4 separate regions of the Mus musculus genome follow, and all the other regions are linked to region 1. A link is a contact called in public ChIA-PET data. All regions are on one chromosome and are shown on one strand. The core of a region is the stretch at or near the end of the contact, and the rest is flanking DNA. Distances in the headings are between cores, read along the strand shown. Region 1 overlaps Snrpd3 (small nuclear ribonucleoprotein D3). Region 2 holds the start of Cabin1 (calcineurin binding protein 1). Region 3 overlaps Specc1l (sperm antigen with calponin homology and coiled-coil domains 1-like). Region 4 overlaps Cabin1 (calcineurin binding protein 1).

Region 1 (3,058 bases), core at 100-2,599:
GGCTCAGACCAGTCCATGCGAGCTGTCTAGAAAGGACAGTCTCCCATCTGTTGTGCTCTCTGCAGGTCATGCTGTGCACTCCAGGTTTTCAGGTCTATGTCAGAACCCATGCTGGGTTAAGTTTTGGTGATACACTTGTCATTTTCTGCTCCTGTAGGTAACCCTCCACCCATATTCTTATAAATACTCCTAATTCAATTTATTGGTTCACCAAGTTGGATTCTGGTAATATCTGTACTTGGACCTGTCTTTGTTTTGCTACCTGGGACAAGTAGTTGTTTGGTCCTGTCTCCCTACTGAACACATCATTCAATTGGATGGAGTGCAGGTTCTAACTTAAAATTCAGATAGGCAGTCTTGGAATAATCAAACAAACTTTTCATGCACCATTTATTAATACAATAAAATAAACCAAACAGAAAGAACCTACACTGAAAACAGGAGTTGAGCTGAGGAAGGGGATGGCAAGAACTTGGGGTGACAACAGCAGGGTAAACCAGTTCAGACTACAGATAAAGAACAGATAAATAGCAACAGGCTCCAAGTCTTTGATCCAGGGATATACAGGGACTAAAGCCAAGATAAAAGTCAAGATACCAGCAGGTGGCCGCACACGGGACTTACTCCCAGGGAACAGTCTTCAGCACTACTCCGTGGCTTACTAGTCATAATTTAACCAGTCATGATATAACAAGTATGGATGGCAGTGGCAGAATTACAATCAGGAAGACAGGTGCTGGGGAACACAAATGATAGTGCACAAAACTGGGACAGCAAAGGCTAAGCAGACACATTTGAAAGAAGTGATGAGCTAAAAGCTGGAGGGGGCGGGCAGAATTACTGTAAACCCTGACAACCTAAGTTTGATTCCAAAGAAGATGGGAGAGCAACTCCCAAAAGTTGTCTTCTGACTTTCACATGTGTGCTGGCAGGCATCCTCAAAAAGTGAATTAAAAAAAAAATCTAAGCATGTGTAAATATGTAAGGTGTATGTATGTATTCTGGGAGGGGAGGGGAGGAAAAGTGTCTAACCCAGGCTGGCCTGAACTCATTAAGTAGCAAGCCCTGAGCTTGGAAATCCACTTGCCTGAGTGCTGGGATTATGGTCTATACCACCATGCCCAGCCTGAAAGAAATGGTTTCCAACACATACTAGCAATCCTGTTAGAAATGAAGGCACACTCCGTCTCTTCTGCATGACATTCGACAGAGGCAGAGATGAACTCAAGCTTTGTTTTTTGGCTGGGTATAGTGGCCCACGCCCTTAACCATGGCACTCAGGAAGTCCATGCATGTGCACCCGAGTCTGAGCTACTTAGTTTACAGAGCAAGTAGGTCTATGTAAAGAGAATCTGTGTCAACCACCCCACCCCTGGCAACCCACAGCCATGGTGGAGGGTAAATGCTGGAGGGTAAGGATGTTAACATTTCACCACATAAACAGCTGGTGATGAAGCGCACATGGCCTACTGGGTGGGGCTTGACGGGTCATGCTGCAGGCTTATGCTTGCACCCAACCCTGAGACGACACATGTCAACTTGAATCAGCCCACTAAAGTTGGCATCACACTGAATGAGAAAGAAAGCTGCAGGAAAGGAGCACACCAAACTATAACCACCACCAAAGACTCCATTAGGCCAAGGCAACCACCAGAGTACTCCAAGTGCAAGAAAAAACAAAGAGGACTGAAGAGATGGCTCGGAGGTTCAGAGTACTGTTTGCTCTTCCGTCTTGAGTTCAATTCTCAGCAACCACATGGTGGCTCACAACCATCTATGATGGTGTTCTCTTTTGGTGTGCAGGCATATATGCAAGCAGAACGCTGCATACATAATAAAATAAACCTTTAAAAAATTAGTGTGCTTATCAATGCTGAGATGCTCCTAACACTGTGTGGAGCGAGTTGAATATGAGTAGCTACAGACAGGGTTCCCTCTGGAGCTGTCGAATGCTGAGACACTATGATTACTGTATTACTGATCAGAGCATGAGTCATCTTCACAGGTCAGGTTGCCTGTGTCAGGTTAGCTGGGAAAGTGCCACACTGAGTGTTCATGTAACACAGGGTTCCTCTCTTAGTTAGGCTTTTCTCCCTTCAACTAGAAAGAGGCCTGAAAAGTGCTTGCACTCTTTATCACACACTGCTGCTTGAAGAGTGCTGGCATCTCCCCAGTACATGTCCAAAGGTGTCAGATTCTAACCTGCTGCCAAAGCAAACTACAAACACGAACACACAGTTCTTATTTCCTCAAAAACAAAACAAAACAAAACAAAAAAGCCTCACACAAACCACAAAACAACCAAATTTTATTTAGCTTAACAGTTTATCAAAAGAAAATCTAAGACATATGCACATGTAATACCCCCTCCCCCCAAAACCCCTGCAATAATCAAAGAGAAGAAAGGACAACGTTCTCTTCAATGGAGAATATTATCTTCGCTTCTGGAAGATGTTCCCACGTCCCATCCCACGTCCTCTCCCTCGTGCGGCCACTGAAACAAAGAAGAAGAAGAGAGGTCAGGGGGGCTGGGATGCTCACAACAGCACCAGCTGAAGCCTGGGCATCAGTCTGGAAGAGGCCTGGAAGGCTGCCTGGACCAAATCATGCGGTGAGAAGGAAGAGGAGTGGAAGTTGGTGCTGATAACTGGTGTCATGGTGGGAGGTAGTGCCGACAGCACAGCAGTGTGAATAATAGCACAGGAATGACAAATTCTCAGAGCTATTACGGATGTATTCAATTCTGTTTGTGTGGATAAGAGGAAGGGCCATGGCATGTGACTATATACAGGACATAAGATAACCTCAAATGTTGTTCCTCACGTACCATCACTACTTTGTTTCTTTAGACAAGGTCTGTCACTGGACTGGACTTTGCCAAGTAGAATAGACTGGCTGGCTAGGAAGCCCAGGATTCTATCTTGGTCCTGTCAGTACTAGAATTACAAGCAGGTTCTACCACACATAGACTGAGCTCAGGTACACACACTGTGTGATAAGCTTGTTACCCACTGAGCTATACCAACCTGGTTCTCAATTCAGACACCTAAGTGCTAGC
Region 2 (2,720 bases), core at 194-2,693, 230 kb before region 1:
AGCTTTAAATAAGTTTTCAAACTCTTACAATATGGGGGAAAAAAGCCGTAACATTCATTGTTAAAAATTTTATGTGAGCTGGGCAGTGTTGGCACACGCCTTTAATCCCAGCACTTGGGAGGCAGAGGCAGGTGGATTTCTGAGTTCGAGGCTAGCCTGGTCTACAGAGTTCCAGGATAGCCAGGGCTATACAGAGAAACCCTGTCTCAAAAAACCAAAAAAAAAAAAAAAAAAAAATTTTAATGTGTTCTTTCAGAGTTCCTGAGTTCAATTCCCAACATGGTGGCTTGCAACCATCTGTAATGGGATCCGATGCCCTCTTCTGGTGTGTCTGAATACAGATATTGTGTACTTACATTCATAAAGTAAACAAACCTTTTTTTAAAAAAAATTATGTGTATGAGTGTTTTGCTTGCATGTATGGCTGTGTACCACATTGTGCAGTTCCAGAAGAAGCCAGAAGAGGGCGTTGGAGATCGTCTTGAACTCTTGAACTGAAATTACAGCCGGTTGTGAGCTGTGCCAATGCTGGTCTTCAAACCAAGGTCCCCTGGAAGAGAAGCCAGTGCTCTGAACTGCCAAGACGGCTCTGCAGCCCCTTAGTGTTATTTAAATCATTCTTGTGGGATACTTTGCCACCAGGGATTCCAGCAGTGTGGAGCTCCTCCCTAAAGGGTTGCATCAACTCCCAAAATACTAACCTCTCCTTATCAGGTTTTTCTGCTCAAAAACCGGTAAACTTCTCTGACACGTTTCTTAAGCGGGTCTGCTCCCCCGCCCTTTGGTTTTTAAATCATTTGCGTTTCTAAGTCGTTCATGTATCTAATCCCTGCTCTTGGGAGACAGAGGCAGGCTTATCTTTGTGAGTCGGAGAGCCTGTAAATACGGAGTTCCAGACCAGGCAGAAGAGGCGAGGCCTGGGCACCATAACAAGTTCCAGCTCCCTATCTAGTTCTGCTTGCGTGTCGCTTGGGTTTCCAATCATTATCGTCAGAACACCTGCTCCGGGTCTTTGGCAGCAATGCGCTTGTTTTAGTGAATGGGGGGGGGGGGGGTTCTAGTTTGTAAACTCGCGTTCATAAAGCGTGCGTGCAAGTGGTAGTATGTGATGGCCAGTAACCTTAGCAAGCCGGAGTCCGAAGCCGGAGGATAGCCACGAGTTCGAAGCTAGTTTGGGCTGCACTAGTGAGACACTGCTTAAAACAAACCAGACCAAAATAAAACACAATAGCAACAACAAAACCAAAGCAAAATAAAACAAAACTGTTAAGTCCTGCAGGTAGCGGAGCGCAGCAGCAGCAGGCAGCAGCGTTCCCACGCGCGCGAGTCAAAGACACAGCGCACAGCGAACCCGTGGGTCCGCCCAAACAGCCTACTCCGATTGGCTGATAAGGCTGACACTTCAGCCAATGAGAGCGTTCCTTGTTGGTTTGTCGCGCGCAGGAGTCTGGGAGCTCCGGCCGTTGCCCTGGAGACGCCGGTCGAGTTCCGGGGAGCAAGGGCTGTGTGTGTCTGCTAAGTGTGCGCACGGCTCCCGTGAGCGCGAGGAGGTGGAACCACGCGAGAAGACCCGCTCTTCCCCTTCCTCCCGGGCGCGGTGGGCCGAAGCCAGGCTCGAGACCCGAAGGCACGGGCGCGGGTCTTCTGCCCACGCTGGCTTCTTCTCGCTTCCCGCAGCCTCGCCCGGTGGCGCCTAGGGTGGGTCACAGTGACCGCAGCTCGAAGCCATCCCTTTCGGTGCGTCCTTTCGTTCACCTTCACCGCAGCCCAGCGAGGTGAGTGTGATGTGAGTACCATTTCCAGGGGTGGAAACTGAGGCCGAGGGAAGGTTTTAAACGACTTTAAAGTTCCGGTGCGGCTTACCCCGACTGCAGCCATTCTGCTCAACACCCTCCATGGAGGAGGCAGGTAGAACGACTTCACCTGGCGCTGTCAGGTTTCTGCACTTGTGGACTTTGCCGCTTAACTCTTCAAGACGTGACTTCTTATAGGTCATCAGTGTGGCCTATTGAACCTCATCTGGGTAAAGTTCCTTCTATGTGATTGATTAATTTGCTTAGGAATAAAATTTAGAATGATCTCCTTCAGGGGTTGGCACACTCTTGTAGATAGATTTATATTTTATGTTGTAAATTTAATTTAAAAAAAAACAATACTTTTAATGGTAAGTGTTTTAGATTTGGGGTGGCTGTTCAATTGTTTCATTAATAAAGTCAAAGACAATATATGAGACAGTGTGTCACTATAATTTTATTTATAGATACTGAAAGCTGAATGGAAATAATTTTTATGTAATTGTCATGAATCAAGAGGTTGGTTGGTTGGCTGGTTGTTTTCCTCATTAGAAATGTAAAAAAGAAAAAAAAATCCTCCTTTCGGGCTGTATAATAGCAGTGGATGGTGAACCTACAGGCCATGTCTAGACCAGCATGTCACATCATAGAGGAAACAGGCATAGAGAGGGGCATTTATGTTAAGTCAGTCTCTCACACACAGTTCTACCATAACCTCAAGACTGCCAGAAGTCAGGTGTCATAGTTAGGGTTTTACTGCTGTGAACAGACACCATGACCAAGGCAAGTTTTATAAAGGACAACATTTAATTGCGGCTGGCTTACAGGTTCAGAGGTTCAGTCCATTATCATCAAGTCGAGAACATGGCAGCATCCAGGCAGGCATGGTGCAGGAGGAGCTGAGAGCTCTACATCTTCATCTGAAGG
Region 3 (2,741 bases), core at 175-2,674, 250 kb after region 1:
CCGATCGAAAACTAGTTGAGGAGCAGAGAATAAGAGTCTGTTGATGGGAATTTCTGGTTTGGTTAGAGACTCGTTATGTCATGTGATGCTTTTCTGGAAGCTATCTGGTGAAAGGGCATGAGATCTTTCACTGGAGTGGACCCTTGAGAGGACACTGGATGTTTGCAAAGACTAAAAGTCTAACCCAACAGACAGTGGGCAATGCTCTGGCATTGGTTTGCCTTGCTTTCTTTGCTGACCTCTGCTTGCTAAGAAATGTACCCAAACTACTTCTAGAGGTGTTCCCGCTGCTTCCTGCTGCGTCAGCATTCTCATGCCAATCATGAGATCGAGCCCTCCTGCTGATCTGAGTGAACTGGACTGCTGACAATGAAGATTGGAATTGCCCCAAGGAACTACTTCTCAACAGGTCCATGTCCCTCTCTTCCTACTATCTATCTTACTCCCCTACCTTTGATTGGTGGGCTATAATGTCCCTCTCTTCCTACTATCCATCTTACTCCCCTACCTTTGATGGGTGGGCTATAAAGGAGGTTGAAGTGTTTAAGAAGCCTTATTAAAGTAGGTCTTGAAAAATCTAGAAGTCGCCTGTGAAATCACAATATAACTGAGGCACTTTGTTATCTTTGAGGGGGTTTTACTCCCTCAATAAATCAGAGCATCTAGGACCTTCCAACACTAATGCTCCAGAGTTAGCCACTCTACAGTGTTTTTAATGCATGGCAGGGCACGATTTAAAGTAGACAAAAGTATTTGTTAGCTAAAAGGTGAATTCACAGGGGCTTGTTTTGTAATGGATGGTTAATAAGATTACAGTCATCAGCACAGTAATTTGAGGATGCCACTTAAAAGAGTTAATGACAGAAGATATGGAATCTCTCTCCATTGATTAGACAGTTCCCTTGACATAAAGCATCCATGGTCCATTTAGGGGTCTGTGAGAACAGTGCATACTAAGTGTCACGTCAGCTTCTTCTCCACTCAACAATCAAGTGTCACAACGTGCCCTCTCTCAACAGAGATTTGTGAGGCAGCAGAGACCAAAGGCCTGAACCCACTGCTGATGCCTAAGGAGACACGTCACACATGCACACAGCCAGCCTGGACAGGGATTCTGGCACTTCTTACATGGTGTCTGACACATTAAGAACTCTAACAGATCAGTCTTTTAGTTTAAAAAGATTATGGGTAGGGCTGGATAGATGGCTCTGCAGTCAATAGCACGTACTGTTCTTACAGAGGACTTGAAATCAGTCTCCAGCATCCGCATTGGTTGGGACACCAGGACTGCATGATGGCGTCACTAGTGTCACTGAAGGAGAAACTCACAGAGGTTAAACTTGGAGAGCTGCTAAACTGGATAGTGATGCGGAATTTCAGCCCCAGTGGCATTATGGGAACCTCTCAGAGAGGTTACAGCCAGTATCACAAGTACATCAAAGTCCAGAAAGGCAGCGCTGTGGGTTTAACATGGTGTTGGCAGCCTGTGTGGTTTTCAGCTTCCGCTTTCTTATGAGGAACTCAAACATGATTAGTAAAGTAAGAAGCACTGAAAAGGGTCAGTGTGGAGGCACAGCTGAGCACAGCTGAGCATAGTTGGTACCCAGCCCCGACCCAGGAAGAATTCAGCTGTGGCTAAATCTCTAAATCCTGACTGAGAACCAACCTGCAATAAATGGTGACTGACTCAAAAAGAGTGGATGGTAAGATACAATCAAACTAAGGGCTGAATGAAATACAAACAACAAAATACAAAGAATCAGGGAAACAAAGAGGTGGTTCTTAGAGAAAAAAAAAAAAAAGACTGACAAATAAATACTTAGCCAAACTAAATAAGAGACAAAAGATCCAAATTAATAAAATCAGAGATGAAAGGGGGCACATTACAACAGACACTAAGGAAATTCAGAGACTCCTAAGGATAAACTTTAACAATCTCTACCGAACTGGAAAGCCTAAAAGAAATAGATGAATATGATATATACAATCTACCAAATTTAATCAAGATCAAATAAGCAATTCAAACAGACCTATAACCCCTAGTGAAACAAAAACAATAATTAAAAGACTTCCAACCAAACAATGACAAAAAAACCAAAACGAAACAAAAAACAAAACCCAGAAAAGTCAGACAGATTCAGCACAGAATTCAACATGACCTTTAAAAAAGAATTAATGGCAATACTTGTAAAATTGCTCCACAAACTAGAAACTGAAGAACACTTACTAATCCTTCATACAAGGCAACAGTTACCCTGATCCCAAAACCACACAAAAAACCCCACCAATAACAAGAACAACAACAACAGATCAACCTCCTTTATGAACATAGATGCAAAAATTCTTAATATAATACTTGCAATCTGGATTTAAGAACACATCAAATGCAATTTCCTCCATAATCAAGTAATGAACCATGTAAATACATTGAAAGACAAAACCCACATGATCATTTCATGGGGTGAGAAAAAGCCTTTGACAAAAGCTAATGTCCTTCCATGATAACAGTTCTGGCAAGATTTTTACAAGGACACAAAGGATACACCTCAAGATAATAAAGACACTCTACACTAAGACCATGGCCCATCAACCTAGACAGAGAGAAACTCAAGCATTTCCACTTAAATCAGGACCAAGACAAGGATGTGCATTAGTGACCAAGACAAGGATGCCCGTTAGTACATGAAGTCATAATAGAATTGAATGGCGCTTCCACTCCACTCCAATGGAAGGCGACCAAA
Region 4 (2,721 bases), core at 222-2,721, 190 kb before region 1:
CATAAAGTTATTTCAGTACTACTTCATAACTATAATTTTGCTACTGTTTTGTTTTTGAATTGTAATATAAATAATCTAATATGCAAGATATCTGATAATGCAACCCCCAAAGGGGTCACGACCCACAGGTTGAGAACAACTGCTCTCACCTGTTTAGAGGATGTTTGTCTAGTAGATCCAGCCCTCAGGGTACTGGAATATCTCCTCTGAGGATGGGTCCCAGTGTAGAAAGGCTTTTGTCAGCTTGGTGCTAGGTCTCATTCCAGAGCCGCCTTTATTCTGAGCTTTACAGGCAGATACCAGTAGAGACTTGGGCTCCATCAGTTCCTTGGTACTAGCTAAAATATAAAGTTGGTTTGTTCGTTCGTTCTTTCTTTTTTTCTTCCTTCCTTCGTCTTCCTCTTCCTCTAAGCCTTCTGATAGGGTTGACACCCATGATAGATGGTAGGGTGAACAGCAGGGCCCTCGCTGCACTGTTAGAGGTCCTTTGAGGATCTTGCAGCTTTCCTTCACTTTCCTGCTTTTGGCTGAACTGCAAGTGGTACCAAATTAGATAGGTGTTTTGGGATGGAGGTGGGGCTAATACCTAGTTGGCTCAGCACTTCTGCTCTGGAAACAGCTCTGAGCCCAGTACCAGGACTAAACCTGCTCTGCATAAGAGCAGAGAATATGGACTATGGGTACTTCCTCCTCCTGGGGTCACATTGTTACTGAGCCACAGGTTGCCCTGCAGGCCTGTACTCCTAGAATATGGGTTGTGTGCAGATGCACCTGGATTTGACACTTACATTAGGAGGGGTCACTCTCAGTAGTTTTTCCCCTGTGCGTTTTTTGTTGTTATTTGTTTGTTTGTTCTTAATGTATATGGGTGCTTTGCCTGTAAGTATATCTGTGCATCATGTGCGTGCCTGGTACATGTAGAGCCGAAAGAGAGAATCAGATCCCTGGAAATGGAATTACTGATGACTCTAGGCTGCTGTGTGGGTGCTGTGAACCAAGTCCAGGCTCTCCGAAAGAGCAGTCAGTGCTCCTCATTGCTGAGCATCTCTCCAGCCTGCTGCTTTTTTTTTTTAAGATGTATGTATGTATGTATGTATGTATATGAGTACACGGTAGCTGTACAGATGGTTTTGAACCTTCATGTGGTTGTTGGGGATTGAATTTTATTTTAGGTTCTCAACTTGCTCCAGTCAACCCGACTTGCTCCAGTCAGCCCTGTTCACTCAGTCCCTGCTTGTTCCAGCCCAAAGAGTCATTTATTATTATACATAAATACACTGTGCACCAGAAGAGGGAGTCAGATCTCATTATAGATGGTTGTGAGCCACCATGTGGTTGCTAGGAATTGAACTATGGACCTCTGGAAGAGCAGTCAGTGCTCTTACCCACTGAGCCATCTTGCCAGCCCTCCAGCCTGCTTCTTAGCTTTCACAGTGATGCTTTTCTGCTGTGGTTGCTGTGTATGGAGGATGTGGTTCTTATGTAGACACATAGGCACAGTCACATGTCTCCTTTCCTCAAAGTGAGGGCAGCTTCTCCTAGAACTGGTAGCTATTGAAAAGAAGTCCCTGTTGTAAAGTTGGCCCTGGTAAAGAAGAATCTTCCCCTTTAGCCCTTCTCCCTGTCCCCTTCTCCAGAGTAACCCGAGCTGAGCTGGGAAGAACTCCCAGGCCACTGAGGAAGAAAGGCTCCTCTGAGAAAGCTCTCCCATGCTTGCTGTCCTCTGCACCAGCGTGTCTTTGGTGTCTTTCCTGCTTCTCTCTTGCACGGTGTCACGCGAGCGTGTTGGAGGGTAGTAAAAGCACCTCTGGGTTTCCCTGGCTGCTTCTGCCTTTGCCATCTCCTGGGGTGATCAGAGAGTTCCGCACGCCAGTTTTAAGGTGTGGTGGGCTGAACTGATGGTGTATAGGAGGGGCAGCATTAGCTCTGCTTCCATAGTGTCTGCCGACTGTCTGTCAGGCTGTAGTATCTGCCGGACTCTCTGTCAAGCTGTAGTGTCTGCCGTCCATCCTTCAGGTCAGCAATGTTGGTAGCTGTTGCTTTTCTCACTACCCTAGGTTTGACTCCTGGGCGGGAATGGCTCTGGCCCGGGCCAGCCGAATTCAGGACAAGCTGAACTCAAATGAGCTGAAGAGTGATGGGCCCATCTGGAAACATGCCACACCTGTTCTCAACTGCTTCCGGAGGGCCCTTGAGATTGACAGCTCTAATTTGTCCTTGTGGATTGAGTATGGTACCATGTCCTATGCCTTACACTCTTTCGCATCCCGTCAGCTGAAGCAGTGGAGAAGTGAGCTGCCCCCGGAGCTTGTGCAGCAGGTGAGGAGGGTGCTACAGAGGGCCTGCCATTGTCTGTCTAAATAGGCTGGCCTAGGTCCCTGCTGCTCTTTGTTCTGACACACCAGCTCTCTGGGACATGTGAACTGTTTTCCTGCAGGAATGTTGTTGTTTCTTGGTCGTTGGGCACCTAGTCCATTGACAACAATTTCAGAGGTAGACTCTTATGACCTGCCTGACTGGTCATCAGTTTGAACGGAGTTGAGTAGTGAAGAAGGGATAAGACCATCTGAAGTAGGCACCGATTCCCTGTTTCCAGAGAAGGACGTGGGGGCCGCGGTAATATGCTTGGCCTGGCATTAGGGTTTTCAGTTGCCATGTGTGGTGTTCCTCTCGGCAGGATGCAGGTCTGACCTACAGCTCTGCTCTGTAGAGCATCACTGG

What was found. ChIA-PET counts read pairs in DNA pulled down with a chosen protein or histone mark.
Region 2: an RNA polymerase II ChIA-PET map of effector CD8 T cells shows a contact between it and region 1, with 6 read pairs. The contact joins the promoter of Cabin1 here to the enhancer-like site in region 1. A contact is called at or near these places in 19 of 39 promoter capture datasets (the 3T3-L1 cell line, 3T3-L1-derived adipocytes, the C10 cell line and 14 more), 3 of 484 Hi-C or Micro-C datasets (CD4 T cells, the G1E-ER4 cell line and pre-B cells), 2 of 115 datasets of contacts at active chromatin or transcription factors (bone marrow-derived macrophages and effector CD8 T cells) and 2 of 9 other capture datasets (adipose tissue and pancreatic islet).
Region 3: an RNA polymerase II ChIA-PET map of effector CD8 T cells shows a contact between it and region 1, with 12 read pairs. The contact joins two enhancer-like sites. A contact is called at or near these places in 1 of 39 promoter capture datasets (neural stem cells) and 1 of 115 datasets of contacts at active chromatin or transcription factors (effector CD8 T cells).
Region 4: an RNA polymerase II ChIA-PET map of effector CD8 T cells shows a contact between it and region 1, with 11 read pairs. The contact joins two enhancer-like sites. A contact is called at or near these places in 1 of 115 datasets of contacts at active chromatin or transcription factors (effector CD8 T cells) and 2 of 9 other capture datasets (liver and pancreatic islet).

What each region holds. Positions count from the first base shown.
Region 1 is chr10:75,534,697-75,537,754 of GRCm38.p6, reverse strand. It overlaps Snrpd3 (small nuclear ribonucleoprotein D3), which reads right to left. Exons shown (of 4, transcript NM_026095.4): 4 at 2,315-2,494. The coding sequence ends at 2,433. Among named protein-coding and RNA genes, the nearest start is that of Snrpd3, 18 kb to the right of the region's middle. Within about 2 kb of position 1,349, at least 28 of the 459 cell types and tissues checked have an H3K27ac peak or open chromatin away from gene starts, as enhancers often do. A contact at or near this core is called in effector CD8 T cells, where this site is marked.
Region 2 is chr10:75,763,080-75,765,799 of GRCm38.p6, reverse strand. Cabin1 (calcineurin binding protein 1) reads left to right here and starts at 1,443. Exons shown (of 37, transcript NM_172549.3): 1 at 1,443-1,775.
Region 3 is chr10:75,281,589-75,284,329 of GRCm38.p6, reverse strand. All of the region lies in intron 13 of Specc1l (sperm antigen with calponin homology and coiled-coil domains 1-like), which reads right to left. It also overlaps the pseudogene Gm46234. Among named protein-coding and RNA genes, the nearest start is that of Adora2a, 34 kb to the left of the region's middle. Within about 2 kb of position 1,424, at least 76 of the 459 cell types and tissues checked have an H3K27ac peak or open chromatin away from gene starts, as enhancers often do. A contact at or near this core is called in effector CD8 T cells, where this site is marked.
Region 4 is chr10:75,720,876-75,723,596 of GRCm38.p6, reverse strand. It overlaps Cabin1 (calcineurin binding protein 1), which reads left to right. Exons shown (of 37, transcript NM_172549.3): 23 at 2,058-2,319. Among named protein-coding and RNA genes, the nearest start is that of Gm40696, 25 kb to the right of the region's middle. Within about 2 kb of position 1,471, at least 8 of the 459 cell types and tissues checked have an H3K27ac peak or open chromatin away from gene starts, as enhancers often do. A contact at or near this core is called in effector CD8 T cells, where this site is marked.